Regions from separate parts of the Gossypium hirsutum genome. Here region 2 is linked to region 1. A link is a contact called in public Hi-C data. All regions are on one chromosome and are shown on one strand. Each heading gives the region's core, a stretch centred on a gene start, on an enhancer-like site or on the middle of the called end of the contact. The rest is flanking DNA. Distances are from core to core; before and after follow the strand shown.

The links. A called contact is a pair of places that touch in the nucleus more often than the background predicts.
Region 2: a Hi-C map of leaf shows a contact between it and region 1, with 4 times the contacts expected there. The contact joins the promoter of LOC107912756 here to the promoter of LOC107912751 in region 1. A contact is called at or near these places in 3 of 34 Hi-C or Micro-C datasets (all in leaf).

What each region holds. Positions count from the first base shown.
Region 1 is chrA11:22,616,413-22,622,328 of Gossypium_hirsutum_v2.1, forward strand. LOC107912751 (alpha/beta hydrolase domain-containing protein 17B) reads left to right here and starts at 2,672. Exons shown (of 5, transcript XM_016841058.2): 1 at 2,672-3,411; 2 at 5,906-5,916. The coding sequence starts at 3,107.
Region 2 is chrA11:22,778,521-22,784,680 of Gossypium_hirsutum_v2.1, forward strand. It overlaps LOC107912756 (mitochondrial 37S ribosomal protein S27), which reads left to right and starts at 3,406. Exons shown (of 2, transcript XM_041081365.1): 1 at 3,406-3,576; 2 at 4,376-4,840. The coding sequence starts at 4,410. The coding sequence ends at 4,718.

The DNA.
Region 1 (5,916 bases), core at 1,422-3,921:
TCATTTGCAAGAGTCTACCGCTCTTACTTGTCCCCATCATGACTTGCCTTGATCGGATAATATGAGAGAAGTTATGAATATAGTGGATATATATAATGGTAATTTACTAGAAGTTACACTCATGTAACTTATTTTAGCAAAGGGAATGTTACATACAAACTTAAGTGCAAGTGCACGGTTTGGTTAATGAGAAGAGGGAAAGACAAAAAAATAGTTACGTTCTAGTGAAATGTTAAGAAGTAAAATTATTAATAATATTCTTATATGAGCTTCTAAGCCACGCTCTCCAAGACATTCCAGCTATGGGGCAAACCAACGAATCCTGCTAATCTTCTCAACATAAAGTGATCCTACAAGAAACAATATTTTCAGATACTACTATTAATAGAAACATTAATAACAAAAAAATGAGTATCTATATTTTACCTCTTGCATGAGATTTGTTTTTATGAAAATGAATTCTCATGCATAAAAAAATAATACGGCGAGAATGATAACGAAAAAATTTATTGAATGGAAAAGAAAAACAAAAAGAATATTAAAGATTACTAATAAATGCAACATTTAAAAACAAGAAGCTATTCGTCTAACCTACATTATATGGGCTTGAGTGTCTGTATTGACAAGAGTGAAGCTAGAAATTTTTTTTAGGGAGGGCCGAAATGAAAATTTAATTTTTAATAGTCTATATCTTTATAATTTTTAAAAGATTAAATTAAATTTTCATAATTTTAGAGGGGCAAAGTGTAATTTTATATTTACTAATTTAAATTTTTAAAATTTTCTAAAGTGCCAAAATAATAATTTTTTTTATTTTAGGGGAGATCAGGGTCCCTTGTCAGTCCCCTGGATTCACCTTTGTGTATCGAGATAGGTAAGTATTTAATATAGATATGTTCAAAATTTATAAATTTATTTTCATTTTTTGAAAATTCTTGAACAGTATCTTGGATATGTGTCTAACACTAAAAGGAAGCTCTATTAAAACTTAAACAACAATGCTAATTAAACTTTTAATCAAACATATAAAATTGACAAATTTTAAAACATGACAATATCAAAATTCTGCCATTACAAACTAACCCCAAGATTTCACTGACCACCATCTTATGTTACTTATATTTGGGTTAAAGTGTGAGAGGCAAATATGTCTATTAAAAATTTTCTAAATATTTTACTGTATTTGGAGAACTTTTAAAGATTATATTTAGATATATATGTATTTGATACTAGTGTAAAATATGAATATTAAATGGAAGTGTGAAACACGAGACTATAAAAAGAAATATAATTGGACTGTCTCCACTGTCAATATTCGTTATTGATATAAAATCGAGATAAACATGGTAAAAGGGTTTGGTTCCTTAAATAGCACTAAGCAGTAAGTACCACTGTTTTAAATAGCAATCTTAAATAATGCAATAATGTGGCCAGGTTTTGACTCTCTTCGCTGCGAATATTCATTATCAAATTTCTTGGAATTTTACTATCCAAAAAACAATAATGCTGGAAGTAATTACACTTCATATTTATTGTGTCTATAATCAACTTAAATTATTCTTTCATAATGAATTTAAAGGTTTAATCTTTGTTTATGAAATAAAATATATTTTATAATTATTCATTTATAATTATTCATTTATAAGAGAATTATTTATTGTTACCAGTAGTATTAAATTACAATTTAAATACATAAAAAAGTGAGTGTTAAAGATGATAAAAAAATACATATACTTCAATCATAAGTGAGACCAACAGAATTGAAATTAGGTAGAAAAGAAAGGGTTGAAGCAATGGCTGATGTCTTCATCTTCTTTATGCATTTTGGTACGGTCAAGTGTTAAAAAGTCGCAAATGGAATTGGGCAACTAGTGTGGGGTACATTACATTTGATGAGAAGACTTTGGATATGATAATAAAGGGAATCTCCAACATGAATAATAAAAATGATATAAAGAAGAAAAGCAAGTTGTTTTTGGGTTGAAACATGGAAACTAGACCTATGACGCCTGGCCCAATAAGTCCGACCTTTTCGGACCATGTTTTTGACTGAAATCTCCGGTTTAAGTTTAAAACCTCCCTGTGTTTGGTGAAACTATTAGGCCATTAAATTTAGAGTAGAGTAGGGTTTAATGATAAGTTTGGATAGGTGGTGGAGTGTAATGTAATATGTTTAGTTTATTTTTTATCTTACGTTATAGTAATATTATTGTATTTAATTTTATCGTCATTACTATTTTTTATATTAATTGTAAGTAAACATACTATCTATCTAAACCTATCCTAAGTCGTATACGAGAACCAAAATCTTTTTAACATTGTTTTATAAGTCAAAATAGAGTTTTATTACTTCAAACAAACCAATTATTCGTTGAAAGTTAGTTTATATTTTTAATCTTCAACCGTTTGGTAAGTAGAACTCATAACAATGTAGTTAAATTTAGTTAAATTAGGTCTTTATCTATAGGAAATATTTAAAATTCAAGAAAAATGTAAATTATAAATATAATAGTCATAAATATTTTTCAAATCGAATTTCAGATATATATTTTATTTAGTCTAAATTATGAAAAACATATTCTCAAACACAGCAGAAGAGAACATCAATATTTAATTTTAATTATTTATTTGAATTTATTAAAATAAAAGTGATCCATGCAAAGCGGCCATCATTCTAGTGAAGTGACTAAAGATCCAAAGAGATACATACATACATGCCATGTGCGTATCATTTGTCAAAGTCGCCGTCAGGCGACCCTTCCTATACCCACGCTCACGCTCACGTCCACGCGCCTTCTTGCTTTTTCCTACCTCCCTTTTAATGGATAAAATCCCATTTAGCTGACATTTCCCAGCTCTCAAAACATTTAAAGAAACTTCGCTTCGTTACGGCAGCTCCCGTCTCAACGCGCCTCCATTACCATTCCACGCGCCACCTTTTTTCGTTTTCATTTTCCTTCTCTTTCATTTTCCTTCTATCTTAAATGAAATGAAAAAGATCTGAAGGAGATTGGAAGTTGGTGATTAAGATTTGAGGTTTCTGAGGAGGGTGACTTATTTTGGTAATTTTAATGAAGGATGAACAACGTTTGGTGGTAAGAAGAAGATGGGAGGAGTAACGTCTTCGATTGCCGCGAAATTTGCGTTCTTCCCGCCAAATCCGCCGTCATACAGAGTGCTAGAGGACGAGTTATGCGCTGGTCAGCTTTACATACCAGAGGTACCGAGGAGGGACGGTGTCAACGTCTTGAAGCTACGCACGCGCCGCGGGAACGACATCGTCGCCGTCCATATAAAACACCCCAAGGCTTCCGCTACTCTCTTGTATTCTCATGGAAATGCCGCTGATTTAGGACAAATGTTTGAGCTTTTCGTCGAGTTGTGTAATCGCTTGCGGGTTAATCTTATGGGGTATTTTTATTTTCTTTCATAATTTTTGCAACATATAGAACATGATATTTTAAGTTGGCTTCCTAGGCTTTTACTGTTTTAATTGTATTAGAGTTCTTTTAGCTTAGTAAAGTAGTTCGTTGGGGTTTGGTCTGATTTGCTTGTGATTTTGGGGGATTTAGGGTTCTGTAAGTGTTGGAAAATTCTGGTGAAGTGGAACTTGCTTGCCTCATGTTCAGCTGTATTATTGAGGTTGAAGCTAGTTAGGGGAAGAACAGAGATTCTGGTTATCAGTAAGTGAAAGTTATGCTGATTATGGTATGTTGTAAGATTGAGCTAATGGTTTTACTTTAATTGGCTTCATTTGTGCAGTCTAGAGAGAGAGAATAAAAAAAATATAGGAGAAAGAGAGACTTGGTCAAAGAGTTACTGGTGAAGGCGATGTTGTTGAGTTAAAGTTTCTTAGGAGTGACCGGTTATTTGTTCTCCTTTCCTTCTATTGTTTCTTCAATGTGCGGACTTTTGCAATATTATTGAGCATGGATACTGTTTAAACGTGATTTAAATACTTTGGGATATATATATATTTTTTCTGTTTACTGATCGTGGACTGAAGGCAATGTTGAAGAAGATGGTTTATGGCAGGGTCATATTAGTTACGGTTACTTGCTTGTTATTGAGAAGCTTTATGTTATTGGTTATACATTTTTGCAAATAGTGCTTCGATGTTAATGCCGAAGACCTAAGGACAGTGACATGCAGGCAATGTTGTTAAAGAAAAAAAGAAAAACTGTAGGCACATGATTAGAATGTTCGAGAAGTGTGTAGTCCTTTAACTGGATGTTCTGTTTCTATAGAATATAGGTCACACCTTCATAATAGCCCTATGTTACTATTGAGGCATTATGACTAACTGAAGAGACATTTCTCAAGTTTTGAATATTCTAGCTTTTATTTTATGCTTCTGAATACTATTAGGGATGCTTAAATTTATTGTGTCCTATTGTAGACTGTGGAACAATGCAATCTTGACTTCCTTTGATTATTAGGTTCTATTATGTTGCTGCATTATTTTCCTATAAATTCCCATGTTTCTGAATTATTCTGCTTCTGTTCCTTCCTTCTCTGCCATTACCACATCCAGAACTTTTATTCTATATTTACCATCAATCCTTGAAGTTGATGGGATCTTCTCATTGTTGCTTATCTATGTTCATTTGGAAAAGCTAGATATTTAGTAACTCGGACTGCAGTATGAGTATGATGAGCATAGTGTTTGTCATGCCAGTGGACAAAAATGTAAATGGAGGTAGGTTTGTTTGTGTAATTAGGTGGTCACATGTAAGTTCTTATTACGACTTAAAGATATACTACAGAATTTATTGATGACATATAACTGGGATAAAGTGCTAAAAGAGAAGGAAACATTATCTTTTTAAGGTCAAATTTAGGATCCCATGCAACTAGCTCAAGCCATACTGTCTGTACAGTTGATTGGTCAGGGTGCAAAATTGGGATCAAGCGAAAGAAAAGAGAAGGAAACATTCTCCTTTTTAAGGTCAAATTTCTTGTTTGTGTAGTTGATTGGTCAGAGTACAACTCCATGCTGTTTGGGCGGACTGCAAAGTTGTAGCAACTAAATTATTATCACCTAACCTCCAAAGTGATGACTGATAATTATTAATTATGTTATTTCAGTTATGTTAGATTATGTTATGCAAATGTATGAACAATGCAAATAATAATATTTGCTAGCTTTTCTTACTGACTTAATAATCAACCACTTCTGTAAGGAAGTTCTTTTAGGCCCTGTTTCTACTTCTAGAAAATGATTTATAAGAAGTTTTTCAGCGGTAGTTTAGTGTTTTAGGGCTGTAATTGCTGTACTGTCAAGTTGGATCTTTGAATGTTGCCTTATGGTAACTATTAACTCTCTCAAATTTCTTTGTGACTTACGCTGATATGCGTTCTCTTGTTCTTATAAATAACAAGGTTGGCAGCTTGGAAATGATTGTCTTCTGTCTGTTGTCAAACTTCTGATGTTTGTTGTAGGTGCTCTCCATAACTATGTAAACAGCCAGGAAGGTTTTAAAAATTAAAAAGCAAGCTTAATGCTTCCTTGTAGATAAAATTTTTCCAAGAGAAAACTAGAAAAGTTTGCTTTCAAAGCAGGCACTGACTTTGCATTATCTATTGAACTTAAATAACTGAGCACATTATTCTCCTGTGGAGACTTTTGTAGAAGAAACTGATCAAGGGAGTCTTCAATCCTTAGATGTATAGCGCATTCCAAAGTTTTGTGAATTATAATGCAAAAAGGAACTTTTAGATATCTTATCCTATAAATTATTCTTGGGATTGTTTTTAGACATGACATGATTGTACAGATAATTAGAGTTCCTGAAAAGAAAATGTTTTATCATCTTTGTGCTTGATAGGTCTATTTTAGTCTAGCCATTTATCATATATATATATTCATTTGTTTCTGTTCCTAATGTCACTCATTCTTTTCTAGGTATGATTATT
Region 2 (6,160 bases), core at 2,156-4,655, 160 kb after region 1:
AGTCAGTAAAAGTACTGAAAACGCTTCCAGCTGGATGCCCTTTTCAGTACTGCTGCTTCTAAAAAATTAATTTGAAGAGATGATTTTGAAAAAATATCTCTAGATTCCCGGGATATTTAAAAGGTTTGTGAAAAATGCCCCGAATGGTGGGGGTTGAGGTTTGTAGAGGAACAACACTCCAAGTAGGATGCATTATTAGTAAAAGTACTGAAAACGATTCCAGCTAGACATCCTTTTCAGTACTGCTGCTTCTGAAAAATAAATTTGAGGAGATGATTCTGAAAAAATATCTTGAGATTCCCGAGATATTTGAAAGGTTTGTGAAAAATGCCCCAAATAGTAGAGGCTAAGGTTTGTAGAGAAAAAAACGCTCCAATCAGGATACACTATTAGCAAAAGTATTGAAAATGCTTCCAGCTGGATGCCCTTTTCAGTACTGCTGCTTCTGAAAAAATAAATGTGAGGAGATGATTCTTAAAAAATGTCTCGAGATTCCCGGGATATTTGAAAGGTTTGTGAAAAATTCCCCGAATAGTGGGGTTAATGTTTGTAGAGGAAAAACGCTCCAAGCAGGATGCACTATCAGCAAAAGTCTTGAAAATGCTTCTAGCTGGACGCCCTTTTCAGTACTTCTGCTGATAGTGCGTCCTGCTTGGAGCGTTTTTCCTCTACAAAATTCAACCCCCATTATCCGGAGCATTTTACAAAAAAGAGTGGGATGTTATTCTTTAGGCTATAAATGAGCTATAAATGACTCATTTTTTAGCCTCTAGTGGCATAAGTTGGAGCAATAGAAATTGAAGAAGTTCAGAAGAATAGAAGTTTGTAAGGAAGGTATAAGTTGATTTTTCGTGTTAATATTTATATGAAGCATTATATTTTTTGCATAATGTTTTTGTTTCGAATTTCTCTTGACATATAATTTGGTTGAAAATTAGTGGACAAATTATTGTTATTATTTATTATGACAGTGAGGTTCGTGGCACTGAAAATAACATGATTTTTTTTATTAGAGAACACAGCGCCACTGGCTAAACCAAGGCAAAGAAGAGGAGTTACCGAGACCACAGTCCCAACGACCACAACCTACCCGGAGGCTGAACCAAGAAGGAATATAGCGTGCAACCGTTGACCATTTTGATGTGGCACAGATTCTGACCGACATCTGGACTGATTAATTTCATCGTTGTATCGAACGTTTATATTTTTTGATGATTTTTATTATTATGTTTTTAGAAGAATATTGTTATCATTTAACAAAATTAAAGTTGATTTTTGTTATCATTTCACAAAATTGAAGTTGTAATTTGTTACCATTTCACAAAATGAAAGCTAATATTTGTTATCATTTCACAGAACTGCGCGTTTACATATTACAATGGAATGGATATTTGTTTTCTAGTTTGCATCTTCATCGGTTGGTTTGACCTATCCCGAAATATCCATTGTTGTTGTGTAATCAAGTCGACGTTGATCGACCTTTTGGTTTGCGACGGAATGACCTATCGGGTAACAACTTAAACGGAGTGCTCGATACAAACGACTACAAACGATTGGTTTAAATACAAATATTTTAAATATCGATTTTGATAATTACAATTATTATGTTAAAATTTAAATTTTAAAACCCCAACCCTAAACCCTAACAAACTAAAAACCCTAACAACCCTAAACACCCTAATATAACACAGGAAAAAATGCTTCTAGCTAGCAATGTTTTCCCTAAATTGGCCTATACCAGTAAATATTCCAAAAATCGGCCTATTCCGGTAATTTTGAAAAAAATCAACATTTTTTTGGTAATTTAATCAGGAATATATATTAGATTGATTCAAAAAATAATTGTTTTCTATATTACCCGCGCATATATCCACTATATCTACTTGATTTATTTGAAATATATAGAAAATTTTATTATTTTGAATAAAGGGTGAGTAAAATTTGATTCAATTCAAAATAATCTAAAAAAATTAAATTTCAAGTTATTCGATTTTTTCAAGTAAACTCAAATAAGTTATTCGAGTTTCGAGTTCGAGTTGGGTTGAGTTCTATAATTCGAATAATAGATTGGTGTAAATACCCCTTTGGTCTTGTTAATTTTAAAAATGAGCAAATTGGTCTTTCTCTCGATAAAAAATACAAAAAAAATTCAAAATAACTTTCAAAAATTTAAAATATTTATAAAAATCCCAAAAATTATATATATTTTTTAAAAAAATTATAAACATTTAAAAAAGAATATATAAAGAAAGTTAATTTTTTTTAAATAATAATCTTGAGGACTTAAATAAGTTAATTAGTGATTCAAGTTTATCATATTAAAGTATTTTTTTCTTATTTTACTTTGAAAAACTTTTCAAATATTTATGTACTCTAACATGAAATTAGTTATAATAAAACAAGATTTTAATTTGACATATTTAATTTCTTAATTTAACTCGAACAATTTCATTTGATTCTACGCAACTTGAATTTCATTTCAATTAACTCGATTCGAAAATTTTCAAATTGAGTTAGGATGATAAAATATGACTCGTCCACTCGATTAACTCAAAAATTTTTCACTCAATTTGATTGAACGCTCACCCTTATTTTGAATAACAAACATATTACCTTTTATGCGAAAAAAAATCAAACAAAAAAATTTAAGGTAAATTACATCATTAGTCACTAAGCTACAGGTAATGTTTTTTGTTTGGTCACTTAATTAAAAAAGTTACAATTTGGTCATTGAACTATTCGAAAGTTTTCATTTAAGACACTTTGCTATTAAAATCGACACTATATGTCTTTCTCTATTCTTATTGTTTGCATCAATGGAAAGCTCTCTTTTCCAATATCTTCTATAATTCAATTTTTTCTTCACAAAATAATTTTGGACGCCACAAATTTGTGAATCGAAAATCTAACAACTTTTTTCTCTGATCTCCGACACTGACCATCATATCAACTTGGACCTAAAGTATGTTATTGTACTAGCCATTGGGTACTAATCCACCATAGGACCGTTGAATCATCGCTTGGAGCTCAAAAGTGAAACTTATTTTAAAAAAAATAAACATAGTAGCCTGTGATTTAAATAAAAACTTTTGAACAATTCAATGACTTGAATAAAAGTTTTCAAATAGTTCAATGGCCAAATTATAACTTTTTTTTTATTTAAGTGACCAAAACGAAAACTAACCCATAATTTAGTGACTAATGGGTAGTTTACCCAAAAATTTAAATACAAACAAATATTTTATTATTTATTATTTTTACTTCTTATAAATAAAAATATTTTTGAAAATAATAAATAATTAAATATTTTTTGTTTGTATAAAAAATTTTCGTTAGATTTTTTTCACACAATTGTAGTATGTTTGTTTTTTCAAAATTTGAAAATGATAAATGATAAAATATATTTTCAACAAGTAATCTAAAATTTGCTTAAGAAAATTCCCGGCCCACTCTCATCTATACTCACATATCCCCTGCCGCCACCACCACTCTGTCACAGCCTCCCCCTCCTCCTTCCCTGACCTAAGCCCCCTCTTTACCTTCAAGTTTCTGACAGACCAGTAAATTAGATAAAAGGTAATTTTTGAAACCCTAAATTTATCTTGCACATTTCTTTCTACTTGACTCATGAGAGAGATTTTGAGTTATCTACTCTTATCACTCTGCTATATTTGATTTTTCTGGTTTCGATTCTGCTGTTGGTTACTCTCCTTTCTCTGTTTACTTTGTTGAGAAATAGAATTTTTTCTAAAAGGTATCGGTTTAGTGGAAATGGCGGACCTTTATCGCCGTTTTTTTTTTTTTGGTTTCATTGCTATTTGTGTCCGCGATTCGTTGCTATTGATGTGAATTGAGGAGGTCTTTTGGTGGCGGCGGATTTTTCTGCTACCGCGAAATAGCGGCTGCAACTGCACTATTTGAAACCTCGATTTGAATAGTTTATAGAATGTTGTTTTGGTTTTAGAACCTGGTTATTTGATTATTAGATTGGGATTTGATTGTTTTTTTTTTATGTTTGAATTGAACCAAGATGGTTAAGAACAGAGTTTTATGATTGTTGTTTTAGTTTAGAACTAGTTGTTGAAATATCAGTTGTAAATTTGGTTATTAGGTTAGGTTAGGATTGAATTGAGATCATCTTGTTTCCTAAAATATTATTTCGATGCTTTTGCTGAAAGTTTCTTTTGAATATTTAATACTATTGAATGAGAAATAGTTGGAAATATATTTTTGTTCTGGTTTTAGAACAAATTGGGAAAATTTCTGCCCTAAATCTGGTTATGAGGGAGATCATCTTGTTTGCTAAAATATTTTGAAATTTTCAGTATGCTATTGCTGAAAGATTTATTAACATGATTGTGAAATTTTCTTGAAGTTTCTTTTCAACGTTTAACAGAATTGACTGAAAGATGAGTGCTGGTGGTTTAAAGAAAATGTTGGCTTCGGCCGTTGTAGTAGGGGTCACTGAAGCTCGAGCAAGAATATTTGGACAGATACTCAACCCAACGGGACAGAGATCACCCCATAAGATCTTACGCAAAAAGCTCATCGGGGACAAGGTTGCAGAATGGTACCCGTATGATATCAAGAACGATGATCCGCATGTCATGGCGCGTGAAGAAGAAGAGCGCTTATCGAAGCTTGAATCGTTGAAGAGACGTGGTAAGGGACCACCAAAGAAAGGCCAAGGAAGACGTGCCGCTAAACGCAACAAGTAGAGGTAATCACATGAGATGGTTTTTGTTTTGACTTCATAAATGGCTGTTTCTTTAATGCAGTTAGCCATCTTGTTGGACAGTTTGTTAGAATTGAAATCAAACCAAATATATTTGATTGTTTACTTGAACCAAAATTAAATTGAACTTAACAAACACCTAACTGAATACTACGGGTTTGAATTTGATTATGGTATTTTTGCTGCGCCCAAGTTTGGATTGGATTTCGAATAGATGAAATGGTTGAGATGGAGGGATGAGTTTCTTTAATCTGTTTGATTAGCTATAGACTCGATAATTTTAAGCACGAAATGATTAGATGTATACAAAATGGATACACAGGTGGTGAAGTTAATCTGCACTCTGTTTGCACATTTCCACTTCCACTCCGAAATGAAATTAAAATTATAACTTCCTTTTTCTTTTGTCAAGTTCTTTGAATGTACTCGTAGATTTTTGTTCATATTCAACTGTGTTGGATTGAAAGTGTACAAGTGTTGGATACTAATATGTAAAAAATGAAAATTTGAAGAAACATAGTTTTAAATTAGACTTTGTCTAGGGTTGGGTTGCGTTATCCCTTGCTTTGAAATTTGAAAGATTTGGACAGTTCAAAAAATGAGAGCGAGCAAAATAGATCGTTCATATTATTTATTTAAGCCTAGTGTTTGGTAAAAGTTTTCTAAGTCCAGGCATGATCTAAAGTTCTGAAATTTATGTAAAGGTTTTAGGATTAAAGATTTCATTAGGCAAAAAAAATATTAATATCCATATACCCTTGAACTTGGCTTAACTCATGAGTAAATCTGTTTGACAATTGACATCAATGAATAAGAAAAATCAACACTTCAGATGTTTTGAAGCTACCATATTGATCATTGTTATCCTAGTTTCTGGATTTTGATTTTAACTTGAAAAGGAATGACGTTTTGCTTTCAACCGTTTAGATCTTTAACAACATATAAGTTCGTCAATGTAGCTTTTCTAATTTGGTTATCAAATCGAATGCCTTTAAATTTGAACGTCTCGAATAAAGAAAACAAGAATATTAGTAATTTGAGAAGGTGAAGAAAACTTGGTATCATTTCACGGGGTATCCTATGTAAAAATCTCTCTGCTTAATTAACACGACATACATCAAAATTAACCATGATTTCAAAATATATGTAATAAGTTTATTAAAAATCAAATTTTATAACATTTTAAACACAATTATAACCTAATAAAATACAACAATCCAATATGAAAATACATTTATTTTATAAGTTCATTGAAAATGCCAGCCTATGCAATTTTTTTTCTCAATTTCATTTTCTTTCTACTCTTAAATATGATTGTAAATTTGTAACCATGAATGATAAAAACAGCATGAAATCATGATTCATTTGGGGTTACAATTTCATGTCAACTAAATTAGGTTAATCTCCTCTTTGACCCTGCAAATT